Regions from separate parts of the Xenopus laevis genome. Here region 2 is linked to region 1. A link is a contact called in public Hi-C data. All regions are on one chromosome and are shown on one strand. The core of a region is the stretch at or near the end of the contact, and the rest is flanking DNA. Distances in the headings are between cores, read along the strand shown.

Region 1 (6,908 bases), core at 2,893-5,392:
TACATTTTAGCCAGAGAGACCTTCCATATTCACCTCTTTTTGATATTGTTAGAAACCTTGACACGCCAGAGAGTGTTTTTTTATAATACCACTTTAAAAGTAGAGGTAATTACATAGTTCAATAGAAAAATTACACGCAGGCATAATTTAAACACTGAATGCCAGCACTAGAGTCAGAGTAAACAACGAATAATTCAAAAACTGAATTTCTGATTAGACCTGTCCATTATATAACATACTAAAAGTTAACTTAAAGGTGAAACAACCCCTTTAATATGTTTTGTAAAATATTCTTTATTTGATTAGTTTTCTTACAATCATGAAGAATTCAAGGAAATAGAGGGCAAAGGGTAGGGAAAGAAGTATAGTCACTTTTACTGTTTCCCGGATTATTTGCAGTCCGGCACACGCATAATATATATATATTCCTTTGATTCATCTTTCTCATGATACACTCTCTTAGACGTTTACCTTCTTCAGCTTGGCTTAATTCTTCTTTACAACTGACAAACAAAAAAACACAAATACATTATTCAATTGTGAAAAAGAAATGTGATAAAATATGTAGATAAATGAAATGCCTACTCATTCAAGCGATAAATTAAGCAGTCCAAGCAACATGGTACAAGAATAAGTAGAAGGCATCCAATGCCCAAAACACAACCCCTGATCAAGTTTTGCATTTTTTTTCTGTAAAGAAATGAGATCGGAAACAGTTGAATGAATTTTTGTACAGAAGGTTATAATGGGACTAAGGGGCAGATTTTCTAAGCTCGAGTGAATGGTTCGAATGTCAAAAAGTTCAAATTTCGAAGTAAATTTTTGGGCACTTTGACCATCGAATAGGCTATATTCGACCATTCAACTTCGATTCGAACGATTCGAAGTAAAAATCATTTGACTATTCGACCATTTGATAATCGAAGTACTGTCTCTTTAAAAAAAACTTCGACTTCATACTTCACCAAATTAAAGTTACCGAAGTGCAATGTTAGCCTATGGGGACCTTCCACAGCACTTTTCTAAGTTTTTTTTTTGGTCAAATAGAAATCCTTTGATCGATCGCTAAAAATCATTTGAATCGAACGATTAAATCGTTTGAATCGAACGCATACAATCGACCGATTTTTATTCGACCGCAGGATTGCCAAATTTGTTCAAAAGACTTCGAATTCGATATTCAAATTCAAAGTTTTTTAATTCGATGGTCAAATTTTGAAGTTTTTTGTAGTTCAAAATTCGACCCTTAGTAAATCTGCCCCTAACAGTCAAGGCAAAATATATTTGGGATGTCAGCTAATTATAGTGTTTATAATATAGTGTGTCATAATATAACAATGGCTTTACCTTTTATTGTGTGTCTGCATCAGTAGTGGCAGCCTGAGTAGTGGGTGTGGCAAACAAGAAGAAAAATAATAGTTATTACTGAAATATGCTAAATAAAATACATTTCTATTCATAGTCTAAGGCATTTCCAGACAATAATCTTTGGTACATTGTAAAACAGGTTTCTGTTGCGTTTAGATTCATCTTCATTAATGTCATCATACATTTCATCTGCAAGGTCATTTATGGGCATGTCTTCCTTTTCATCTTTCTCATCGTCCACCTCATCTGTTACATTGGTTCCCAAGAAATAATATGGGTCATTTACAATAAAACACAGTGTGCAAAGTGCAAGAAGGCTACAATCTGCCATTTTATTGTATTTGCCAGAGGGGCTGCTGCATTATTTAGTGGACTGGTGGGAGCTTTCTATGTCTCTGTGTACTTGAAGTGCCAGGACCCATTTTGACAACTAGTTCAGACCTGAATTTGACTGTTTGGACCTAGGGCCAACTATCAGATTAGCCGGATATCGCCCACCCAAGGTGTGCACCCTGGTGAATAATAAATGACCTGTCATGTGTTTTAGGGTTTTGTTGGGCGCTTTGTCCAGGGCAAAACAATTGTATTTAAGTGTCATTTCCTGAATGGAAAGAGTAACAAGGATGTTAGTAAATGTTTTGGTTCTAGCTTGTATAGTAATGGGTTGTGCATTCTCTGTCCTATGCTATTATAGCAAATGTTACTTTATATAATGTCTTGAGAACTTAAAAATGTATCACAATTGACGAATCGAGGATGCAATTGGAAGTTGGGATTGTGTCATTCAGTGTTTAAATTATGCCTGCGTGTGATTCTTTAGGCGCAAGCCTTTTGCTCCTATTGAACCATGGAATTACCTCTACCTTCAAGGTGGTAACAGCTCCATGGAAACTCAATCAGCAGGCACTCTTGTACGCTTGATAAGGCTAAAACCACAAGTGTACCCTGCAACATCATAGAAACCCTTAATATGTTTTGGAAAATAATATTTATTTGATTTGGTTTTGTTAAACAAGATTACAATTTTGAAAAAAAAAATCCTTACCTTCATCAGGAATAGTAACTGGAGGGGATTCCGTTTTACTGACATAGGTGGTGATGTCTATGGAAAGAACTAAAAAGTATTATTTATCGAAATATGGTTTCAGCTGTAGAATATACATGTACCAGAAGATCCCAAATATAACACAAGATGGGAAATAACTGCAACCAAGTGAAGCTAGAAGCAAGTTAAATATAAATATTACCTGATAGTCTGACATTGGTTTATCCATAACAGTAGTAACTAAAGTGTTCTGCTCATTGGCATAATCTTAAAAGATGTTGTTTGAATCTGTACAAAGAAAAAAGAAATGAAGCATGTACTAAGTTATGTTAAAGGCCACATTTAGTTTGGTATCTGTGTTTGCTGGCAGAGAGAAATTTGCTGTGTGCGTTTTATGGAAAACTGTAAAAATATTCTGCAGACAATCAAGCTGATTCAGAGGCCTTTGCCTAACATCACCTGATAACTCATGGCTTTGTCAATGGCCAAGCCCAGAGGTGAAAATAAGGCAAAGTTTGTGGCGCACACAGTTCTTTTCATCTGCATGTATCAGTTGACCTAATCGCCACCCTCTGCTCCAATTGATTTGAATGGGAATCATGTGAAAGTTAAGGCGTAGTAAGTTTTCTGGGCCTGATTTACAAACAGATATGTGGTACATTGCAAAAGTGCAGTTGTCTATAGCAAACAGTAAGAAATTAGTTACAAAATGAAGACAGGATTGGCAGCTCTGAGCACCTGCACTTTTGCCATTTAAAACCTATGTTTAAAAATCAGCAGTTTGCTCTAAAAATGCTCTGTAACAGTTTTTAAGTTGAAAACACTGACACCTGTCCACAACTAGGCAGTCTAGGGCCCTTTTCTGCCAGTTGAAATGTTCTAGCTAAAAGCAGTTGGGTGTGCTATGGCCTGAATTCTGGAAACAAGTTAATAAAATAAGTCCATAGTAGAAATATATAATAGGGACAATTTATAAAATTGGGGAGTCCTACAAGATTCTCAGCAGCCTAAATTTTGGCTCATTTACAAAAAATGTCCTAACCGTCTGAAATATATGAACAAATATTTGTCATGTGGATCAGTGTGTCATTTTGTCAGAATGCAGTCATTTCAAACAACAAGCCTTAAATGAATATCCATTTCTCATAGTTCACCCCCAGTAATTCAAGCTGCTGATTCCAAAAGGGGTAACTATGTCTCTCTACTCCTAACTACCAAACAGAGCTTGTCTGAATGTAGCGGTTTTTATACAAATGTATCAAAATTCTGAAAAGATTTTTGATTCTGAGAAGATTAGAGCTTAATCATATAGCGTATTCCAGGTCAAACAGAATAACTGACTTTGGCACAAACCCTGCATGTAGAGAGACAGGATTTCTGGTGATTTTAATAAAGTGAGCTCTAATACATAGGCAAAAGGAGCCCCCTTAAAGATATCATCATAGATTGTCCTGGCTAGCTGTCATACACAGAGGGTATTTATACTCATTTACAAAGCAGTCGACAATGTTGCACAGCCATACATTACCTCTCTAATTACCAAGTATAACCCAAGATGTAACATATAACCTCTTTCTGTCCTCCTCACTCATTACTTATTTACATTCCCACATCCAGGACATTTCACATATGGAACCCATCCTCTGGAACTCCATCCCCCTTCCCATTGGTACTCACAAAGCCTCCAGGCTTTCAAGAGATCACTTAACATCCAGCTTTTCATTCAATCCTTTAACATAAGTCCTTTTATTTTTTTACCTAACACCTCAATTCATCCCACACATACTACCTAATGGTTTTCCATGTTTTAATATGCACTTACCATAACTATGCTAAGAAACAGATAATCTACAACCACACTCAGGTTTGGCCTGGAAATGCTAGAGGGGCTGCTGTAAGATTCTCTTTGGTGGGAGCTTCGGGTTAACTTTAAGATACAATGGAATGGCATATCCTTAGTAATCCTTCAGTTTGTCTCCATTTTTTTTACTTTTTGAATTATTTGGCTACCTGTTCTGCCTCTTTCCAGCTTGCAATGATATTTGTTTGTTGGGGGTCACTTACACCTGTAGTTAAAATTGAGAGTTCATTGTTACTTGTTGTTTATTACTTATCTTTCTAATCAGGTTCTGCTATAATTCTTCCAAACCATCAGTCAAATCATTGCCTGGATGCTAGGACTAATCTCCAGATAGCTGCTGAAATTCCAAACTGAAGAGCTGCCGGACAAAAAGCTTAATAATTTAAAAATAATTTAAAAAAATGAAGATCAGTTGAAAATTGTGTCTACATCCATTTCACCCTTTCAAGATAATGGCAATATTTACACTAATATGATTAAACTGAGACAACAGTGCCACCTGCTGCTCAGTTCTGCCAACCAGACTAACAGGAGACAATTTTAGAAAAAAAGAGGACATTCTTATGATGTTGCTCTGCTTAGAAAAGACCAGATCAATCTCTGGTCTTTTCAAAGCAGAGCTACATCATTCTTTTTTCTCTTGTCTTTTCTGGAGTTTCCACTTCATTTTTTTTAAGTCCAATTTTGGAAATGATGTAAGAAAGCAGCCCTGCAGGTAGTTTGGAGTACAAAGAAGTATTTATCCATATTGATACATACTGATATTTTCAGAATGTGTACTCCTGTTGCATTTACAGTATGGATATAACAAATCCTAATAATGAGACAACAGTTCTACTGCCTGGCTGAACTGAACCCTTAGAGGGGTGGTTCACCTTTAAGTTAACTTTTAGGGTCCCATTCACTAAGTTCGAATGAAGGCATAGAGGAAAAATAGCTCGAATTTGGAATGTTTTTTTTGGCTACTTCGACCTTCGACTATGACCTTCAATTCGAACTAAAAATCGCTCGACTATTCGATAATCTAAGTACTGTCTCTTTAAAAATTTAATTCGACCCCCTAGTTCGCCACCTAAAACCTACCGAGGCCAATGTTAGCCTATGGGGAAGGCTAATAATCCTTCGATCGATGGATTAAAATCCTTCGAATCGTTCGATATTCGAAGACGAAGGATTTTAATTCGGCAGTCGAATATCGAGGGTTAATTAACCCTCGATATTCGACCCTTGATACATCTGCCCCTTAATATGGTATAGAAAGCCTAATTCTAAGTTAATTTTTAATTGGCCTTAATTTTTATAGTTTTTGAATTATTTGCCATTTTTTTCTGACTCTTTCCAGCTTTCAAATGGGGGTCACTGACCCCATCTAAAAACAAATGCTATTTAAAGCTAAAAATCTATTGTTATTGCTACTTTTATTACTCATCTTTCTGTTTAGGCCCTCTCCTATTCTTATTCTGGTATCTTATGCAATTCAATTTATGTTTGCTAGGGTTATTTGAACCCTAGTAACCAGATTGCTGAAATTGCAAACTGGAGAGCTGCCGAGTACAAAGCTAAATAAATCAAAAACCACAAATAATAAAAAATTAAAACCAATCCTAATAGTTTGCAGAAGCCAAGAAAATTCAAACACAATTTGCAACATAGTTGGATAATCCTATATATACTGTTAGGGGTTATTTACTAAACTCAAATTTATCTGGTCAGGCTTTTTGGGGCAAAAATTTTAATTTTGCATGGAAAAAAAAAATAGATTTTTTTCGAGATTCATTATACCCCGATGCTGCAAAAAGCAATATCTGAAAACCCTCAGATCTTAGCTGTGTCGAGGTCTTGTCCAAGTCAATGGGTGATGTTCCTTTCCCAATTTGCAGATAGTGTGGTCTTCAGTGGGTTTAGCCCAATAATTTGATAAATTTGGGCAAAAACACGAAAAAAAATGGAGCGATTCGGGGGGAAAAGTCTGAAAAATAGTATGATTTGGGTTTTTGCTCGATTTTATAGCGTTTTTTTCCTGATTTGATTTATTACAGTTATATTTTAAGTAAGGCAAAATCGGCAAAGGAAGTTTGATCAAGCTTTTTTATTTTAATTAGTAGATTAATTCGAATTTTAATAAATAACCCTAAGGGGCACATTTACTTAGCTCGAGTGAAGGATTAGAATGAAAAATACTTTGAATTTCAAAGTTTTTTTTTTGGCTTCTTCGACTATGACTTAGAATCGAACGATTCAAACTAAAAATCGTTCGACTATTCGACCATTCGATAGTCGAAGTACTATCTCTTTAAAAAAATATTCGAAGTCGAAGGATTTTACTTCGAGGGTCGAATATCGCGGGTTAATTAACCCTCGATATTCGACCAATAGTAAATGTGCCCCTAAGTGTCTAGGGGGTAACTATTCAGAAGTGCAACAATAACATTTATGATGGTTTGTATTTCTACAACAAGCTCAAGTTTTTATACAATTTCTGGAAATGAGAGCATCTGAATTTATCAAACCATTCGCAGTTCGGTAGTTTGGAGCATAAAGGCATTTAACCATCTTGGCACAAACTGTCTGAAAATTTAGTTCTGTGTGGCAACCTCACTATTAGGGCCATTTGCAACAAAAAGAGTTACTTTA
Region 2 (6,908 bases), core at 3,163-5,662, 180 kb before region 1:
ATATATATCCTATATACACATGCACATTTTACCTAGGTTTTATCTTTTTTCATGTACATATACACCAGCCTCACGGGACGTGTTGGCATCTTCACAGACTTTAAGGATTTGTGGAGTTTGTATGTAAATATCAGTAAAATGACAGTTGAGCAGATTTCTATACACAACAGAGCTAAATATGACATATAAAGAGCTCGGCAGGGGTGGATGTTTGTTCCTTGAAGGATGCCCCTGACCTGGGACTGTGTTGGCATCAGTAGTGAGCCCGTGGTGTTTTCATCTTCACTGTATGAAGTTACGTTGGAAGTGGAGGGGCTTGACACATTCACTAAGAATTGTGCCATATTTATGGCTGTGGAAAATGGAGATGTAGTTTGAGGTACAGAGGTCTCTGGGGAAGTCAGTTCTGAAGGTGTGAGTGGCCTGCTTGTTACCATGGTAGTAGGACATGAGGAGATCATTGTGGTTACAGGCACCATAGTTGTGCTTTCCATTTCAGCAAAGAACTCTGTAGTAGGGAGCAGAACAGTTGGACTAGTAATCAGGACTGTAGGACTAGTTATTCGATCTGAAGAAGTTGTTAGTATGGAGGCGATGGAGGTTTCTGTAGGTGTAGTTGTAAATAAGGATGTTGTGGTTTGTGTTGTAGGTAAATGAGTTGTAATTTGTTGTGGTGTGATAATGATTGTTGCTATAAAAGTTGTCATTTGTTTTGTTGTCATTTGTGTTGTTGCAGGAATAAAAGTTGTCATTTGTTGCATTGTGGTTTGTCTCGTGGGGGTAAATGTTGTAATTTGTTGTGTTGGGGTAGTGGGTAGATCAGTTTTAATTTGTTGTGTTGGGGTATTTGTTGTAGTGGGTAGATCAGTTGTAATTTGTTGAGTTGGGGTATTTGTTGTAGTGGGTAGATCAGTTGTAATTTGTTGAGTTGGGGTATTTGTTGTAGTGGGTAGATCAGTTGTAATTTGTTGTGTTGGGGTATTTGTTGTAGTGGGTATGACAGTTGTAATTTCTTGTGTTGTGGCCTTAAAACTTGTGGCTTCCTTGGTCGGTTGGGTTGTAAGTAATCTAGTTGTTGCTTGTGTTGTTGTCACAGTAGTTGTCATTAGCTGACTTGTCACTTCCGTGGTGGGAGTCAGTTGAAAGGTTGTTGCAGTACTTGTGGTTTCTTGGGGTGTTGTAATCCATATAGTTGTTGCCATCTTAGTTGATGTGATCTGAGTTGTGACCTCTCTGGTTGTAATAAGTGGAAGTGTCGTGGGCAACACAGTTGTTGTCTGCATAGTTGTGGCTTCAAAATGTGTTGTGTGGGAGGGTGTTGTCACTGAGGGAGAGCTTGTTATATGGACAGTAGATGGTAATACTGTTATACTTTGGGTGGTCAAACAAATCAATTCGTCTGTTGTTAAGGATGTTATCACTGTTCCATCGAGATGAATTGGACTAGCACATTTAACTTTATCTGTTTCTTTAGCTTTGCCTTTATTATTCTGTATCCAGTTATGAAAAGTCTCCAGATGACAATCACAAACCCATGGGTTATCTTTTAAATAAAGAGCAGAGAGTGAAGGCAGGGCCTGGAGAAAGCCCAAAGGCAAATTTGTAAACTTATTTCCACCAAGTCTCAGAGTCTTCATATTTTTGAGCAAGGAGAAAGCATCATCTTGTACAGACCTGAGGTCATTCTTTTCTAAATTTAGCTCCTTTAGATTCTGAAGCCCAGAAAACATATCCTTACTGACAGCGTCAATTTGGTTGGATGAAAGAATCAGTTTGTTTAAAGATTTAAAGTTTTTAAACGCCCCGTGTGGAATTGTTGTGATTTTATTTTCTTTCAAATCGAGTTCAGTGACAAGGGGCATATTGTCTGTCAATTCATCTGGAAGTGTGTGAAGGATATTTTTAAATAGTTTCAGCTGCTTAATTTTCTTTAGACCAGAGAATGGGCTGTCAGACAATTCTTCAATTAAATTTCCTTCCAAGAAGAGTTTCTCCAGGTTGAGTGATTTGGCTAGAAGTCTTTTGGGCCACAACTTTAACTTGTTGTTAGCCACGCTGAATTCAGTCAGACTTGGATTGTTGTCTAGCAAGCTTTCTGGAAGATCACTGAGCTCATTCTCATACAAACGTAGGGTTTTTAGTTTGGGGAGTCTGCTGAAGACATCTTGGGGCAACACATTCAATTTGTTTTTGGCGAGATGCAATACTGTGACATTAATAAGTGAATCAAACACATGCTGCGGAAGCGAAGAGATCTCATTGGCGTTTAAGAAAAGGTCTTCTAAATTTTCCAGATCGTCAAATATTCCCTTTCCGACGTTTTTTATTTTATTGTTTTTAAGGACAAGTTTTTTCAGATTGTTGAGATTCCTGAAGATTCCCGGCACCAAATCCTCCAGTTCCTCGTGGCCAGATATCTCCAGTTCCTTAAGATTGTTTAAGTTATTAAAGGCCCCGATTTCAATAGATTTGATCTTTTTACCAAGAAAAAATAATTTCTCCAGATTAGGCATGTATTGAAAGGCATCCTTCTTGATTACAGAGATCCCGGTTTCCACAAAGAAAATCTCAGTCACTTTTTGATTCTTTTGAGACTTGGGTATCTCAGTTAGTGTGGGATCTGTATAGACTTCCTGGTTATCTTTGGGGCATTCATATTGATTCCTACATGTGCTGGCATATCCACTGGCTTTGATTGATACCAGGAGCAATATACAATGGACCAACATCTTCCTAAACAGAAAACAAAAACATTTCTTACATTTGAGGTTTTTTTTTCTTTCCCTGCTTAATTTATTTTTTCCAAAGGCATTTATTTTTTAAAGTAATCATTCATTATTTGAACGTAGCTAAGATTGGGTTTGAGTCAAGTATTTTGAAATCAATAATGGCCAGACTCAGTGGTGTAACTAGATATTACTGGGCCCCACAGCAAATTATTTTTTAGGACCCAGAATTTCCATTGAACTGTTTTACCAATATTTATTGAAATTGTTTATGCATTAAGGCCTCATGGGGCCCCTATACCTCTTGGGCCTTCCTGCAGTCACAGAGTTTGCTTCCTCTATAGTTACACCCCTGGTCAGACTGGCCATTATTTAACCCCTACAAGATCAAATGGAGCCCTGGGTATGTGTGCTTACTGAGAATAATAATGAGGCATTTTAAGCTGAGGCTGAAGCTTCAGGTAATTATACAGTGTTTTGCAGGAGCAAACCATCCCTGTTATCTTAGTGACTGTGAAGAAAGCATCATTCTCTTGGCTTTCCCTTTGTTTGTGGAGGGATTGGTTCTGCTGAGAGCATGGAACATAAATCCACAGTAGACGGGGGATAATGCAGAAACAACTTTGTTGTTTTTATTAGCTCCTGACAGTAGTAGATTTAAATTCACTTTTAGGATGATGCAGAAATTGATATTTTAAACATTGCATTTGGTTTTCATTTCTTATGGTGTTTGAATTAGTTATCTTTTTATTCTACAGCTCTCCAGTTTGCAATTTCAGCAGATATCTGGTTGCTAGGGTCCAGGTTACCCAGGCAATAGGAGAGGGTTTGAATAGTAAGATTAGTAATAAAAAGTAACAATAACGATAAAATTTTAGCCTCACAGGGGAATAGGTTTTTGGTTGCTGGGGTCAAATTATTTCGACATATAATTGACTCAGACCCACTGAAAAGTTGCTAGGAATAAGACATCCTTAACTTAACGTTAACTTAAAAGTGAACAACCCCTTTAAAAAGATTTCAGTAGGGAAACAAAAACTATTTCTATTACAATCTACATTATTGCTCTCAATCCCTTCCCTCAACTCAAGATGGAAAATATACCAATTACCCCAGATTCCCTTCTCTGACAGCTGCAGCCTGTTGAGCAGAGGGTCCCCTGTGAATGTTTTTAGCATGACGGTTCATATGACTGGGCACTTTTCATTCAATATTGTTACAAGGGGTGACAAGTAGGCAGAGACATTTTGACTGCTGCTGTTTCCCACCAGATATGGACAATGGCCAAAGTGCCCCATGTGCCATTAGCCTACTGGAATATCCTTGTGCCTTTTGACAGAACAGTGAATAAATGTGCAAGCCTCTCATCCCAGGCTGCTCTGTATGCTGCTGACAAGGAGCAAACTTACGTAAGAATAAAGAAGTAAATATATAAAAACATCTTACCTTGTTCCATGCCTGAATTATGTAGCTGAGGAACAGGACTGATCTCACACAAACGTTCCTTTGGAGCTGGCAGTGTTGCTCAGTTTTGCTGTCTCACAGGTCTGATAAACAAACTTACCTTGAAACTATACAGAATGGCTGGGCTAAGTAGATAAGGTTAGCCTGGAATCATCTTAGAAGCCTGACAGCATCTGCGTGTTGCATATCAATGTTTACTTTCAAACTGAAGCTCAGAACATAAATACATAAATGTAAATGCTTTGAGGTTGTGCCCCAATTTCATCATTATAGCCCAGCCAGTAAAACACAATATTATAAATAGGATTATTTATAAATGAAAACAAAAAAAAATGTTGTTCTTCATGTATTACTAGGATTGTCCACATGATGGAGCCGTAGTTCATAAGATCATTTTCCCCATTCAAATGCGTGAACAATATGTTTAAATATGTGCAGACATAAAGCAAGTGCCTTCTGATGAAGCTGACCCTTTGTGTGCTTGTGGCAGCAAACTAGATTGCAAATCCAGTAGTTAGTTTGTAGCTGCACCTACTCACATGGTCACATGGTCTTCGATTTTAATTAATTAAGTATAATTCTATCAACCAATCCACTTTGCTTTTTGATGCTCCCGGTGTCCAAAGAAAAATGTAATTTGCACTCCCAAAAGTAAGACAATCACATAATCAATAAAAAAAAAGATCAATCTTATAACATGACCAAATGTAAACAACGTGTCTGAGACTGAAACACAATATTACTAGGCTTACCTACTGGGGTACTAGCCATGCCATAAGTTATATATACGGTTGCCACCTGGCCGGGCCAGTAAAAATGATGGTTGATCCCAATGTTATTAATAGGGAAAAATGATAAATATATAGGTAGGCCGGTATTTTTTTCCAGAAAAGGTGGTAACCCACGTTATATAATACAATAAGACTAGGCTTACCTACTGAGGTATTAGCCATGCTATAAGTTCTATCCCCATTAAGTAGAAGATACCTGGAAAAAGAAAAATACAATAGAAAAAATATGTTTTAATGCGCCTTACATGAACTGACTTCCTATACTCTCTGACTTATTGACCCACAGGCTAAATGGAAAGAGGGCATACAAGGGTCCGCAAACAGTATTGCTTTTCTGTGTTATTGTTTCACTTCCTTATCTGTCAAAATGGTGCATTGGCATTTTCAAATCACTGAAGCAACCATTGTCATTTCATTTTATTTCATCTATACATGTAGGGCCTTCTTAAATTTTTCAGTAATCTATTACCTAATTTGGACTGGTGCCAGGCTCATTTACCTGCACTGGGAAAATTTGCACCTTAAGTAAAACTAAAGCTTAACTAAAAAAGTAGGGTAGAAATATTGTGCATTATGTGTTGGGCTTCTGTACTAGTCCAAAGCAACCACAGCCCTTTAGCAGTGAAGATCTGTGTCTCCAAAGATGCCCCAGTAGCTCCCCATCTTCTTTTCTGCTGATTCACTGCACATGCTCTGTGCTGCTGTCACTTACTGAGCTTAGGGACGTACTCACAAAAAACTGTATATACAAAATAGAAATGTGACAATATAAAGCTGGATAGTACTTAATACAGTACAGTTAGCTCAGAAACCAGTGCAATTAGGACTAGAATTCAATAATAAGCCTTGTAGCATCAGCTTATATTACAGACAAACCTTATTTTCTGCTTGATAACTTGTGACGACCCCTAAGCTTAGCTTCTCAACAGCTGCTCAGAGCCCACTGAGTTTGGCATGTGAGTTTCGTAGACACTTTCCAAGATTGTGACCCTCTGTGACAAGTTTGAAGTCCTGGATCATTGCTGCTATTGAGAAGCTGGAACTTTAGGCTGGTACAATAAGTTCAGTATGTAAAAAATGGCATTTTTAACCATACAAATTTTTAGGGTTTAGTGCTCCTTTAAGGTGAACAGTGCTTAACCCAATTATGGATTGTTACAACAATGCTCTCGCACTTTACCACTTTTACCACTCCATCATGCACTCCTACCTCATGCCCACTCTTGCCCTGGCTGCACTGAGGATTGAGCAGACAGGAGATTTTGACACCTATTTGAATCCCTCCTCAGTACTCAGTGCTGATGCCCCCCCTAGGATTTTGCTGCCCTAAACCATTGCCTTTATGGCCTTCCCACAAATTGGCGATGTGAAAAGCAAGACAAGACAAGGACCTCCTTGGTGCTCATCTCAGAGATATTACCCATGTTATTTACTATGGTAGGAAAGCAGTGGGAGCTTACGGTTATTAATAAATGGTTAATAAAATTGGCATTGGAAGTAGATTTGGGATTTTAATATAGAACTGATATTATTGTCCTTTGGCTATGGGCAGTGGTGTAACTATTGAGGAAGCAGACCCCTTGGGAGGGGGCTGGGGAGCTGAGTGGCCCAGACAGCCTCTCTACAGCCTCTCTATATAATTACATTTCATGTCAGGCTAGATGGGCGCGGGGAGGGGGTGGGATTAAGCACTGAGAAATACTATGGCGCATAGGTTAGTTAGTTAAGGATCTGGGCATAGTAAGGGCAATGGGGATGAATCTTCAATGCGCCCACCAATTACTCAATTAATCCATGTGCATAGGCCAGAATGTAATGAAACAATTTTGTCATAAGAGATGTCTTTTAAGAGTCAGATTCTGCCGTTAACAAAAAGAACATCTGTATTTTTTCTTATTTCATATGTGTCCCTGTTACATTCTGTTAC

What was found. Hi-C and Micro-C count contacts between places; a contact is called where the count stands out from the background.
Region 2: a Hi-C map of the XTC cell line shows a contact between it and region 1, with 5 times the contacts expected there. The contact joins the promoter of LOC121393936 here to the enhancer-like site in region 1. A contact is called at or near these places in 3 of 4 Hi-C or Micro-C datasets (the XL177 cell line, the XTC cell line and animal cap).

Annotation. Positions count from the first base shown.
Region 1 is chr5L:113,598,060-113,604,967 of Xenopus_laevis_v10.1, reverse strand. No RefSeq gene overlaps it. Among protein-coding and RNA genes, the nearest start is that of atp13a3.L, 16 kb to the left of the region's middle. Within about 2 kb of position 4,142, at least 1 of the 7 cell types and tissues checked has an H3K27ac peak or open chromatin away from gene starts, as enhancers often do.
Region 2 is chr5L:113,775,755-113,782,662 of Xenopus_laevis_v10.1, reverse strand. It overlaps LOC121393936 (leucine-rich repeat-containing protein 15-like), which reads right to left and starts at 4,412. Exons shown (of 2, transcript XM_041563787.1): 1 at 4,173-4,412; 2 at 33-2,733. The coding sequence starts at 2,729. The coding sequence ends at 33.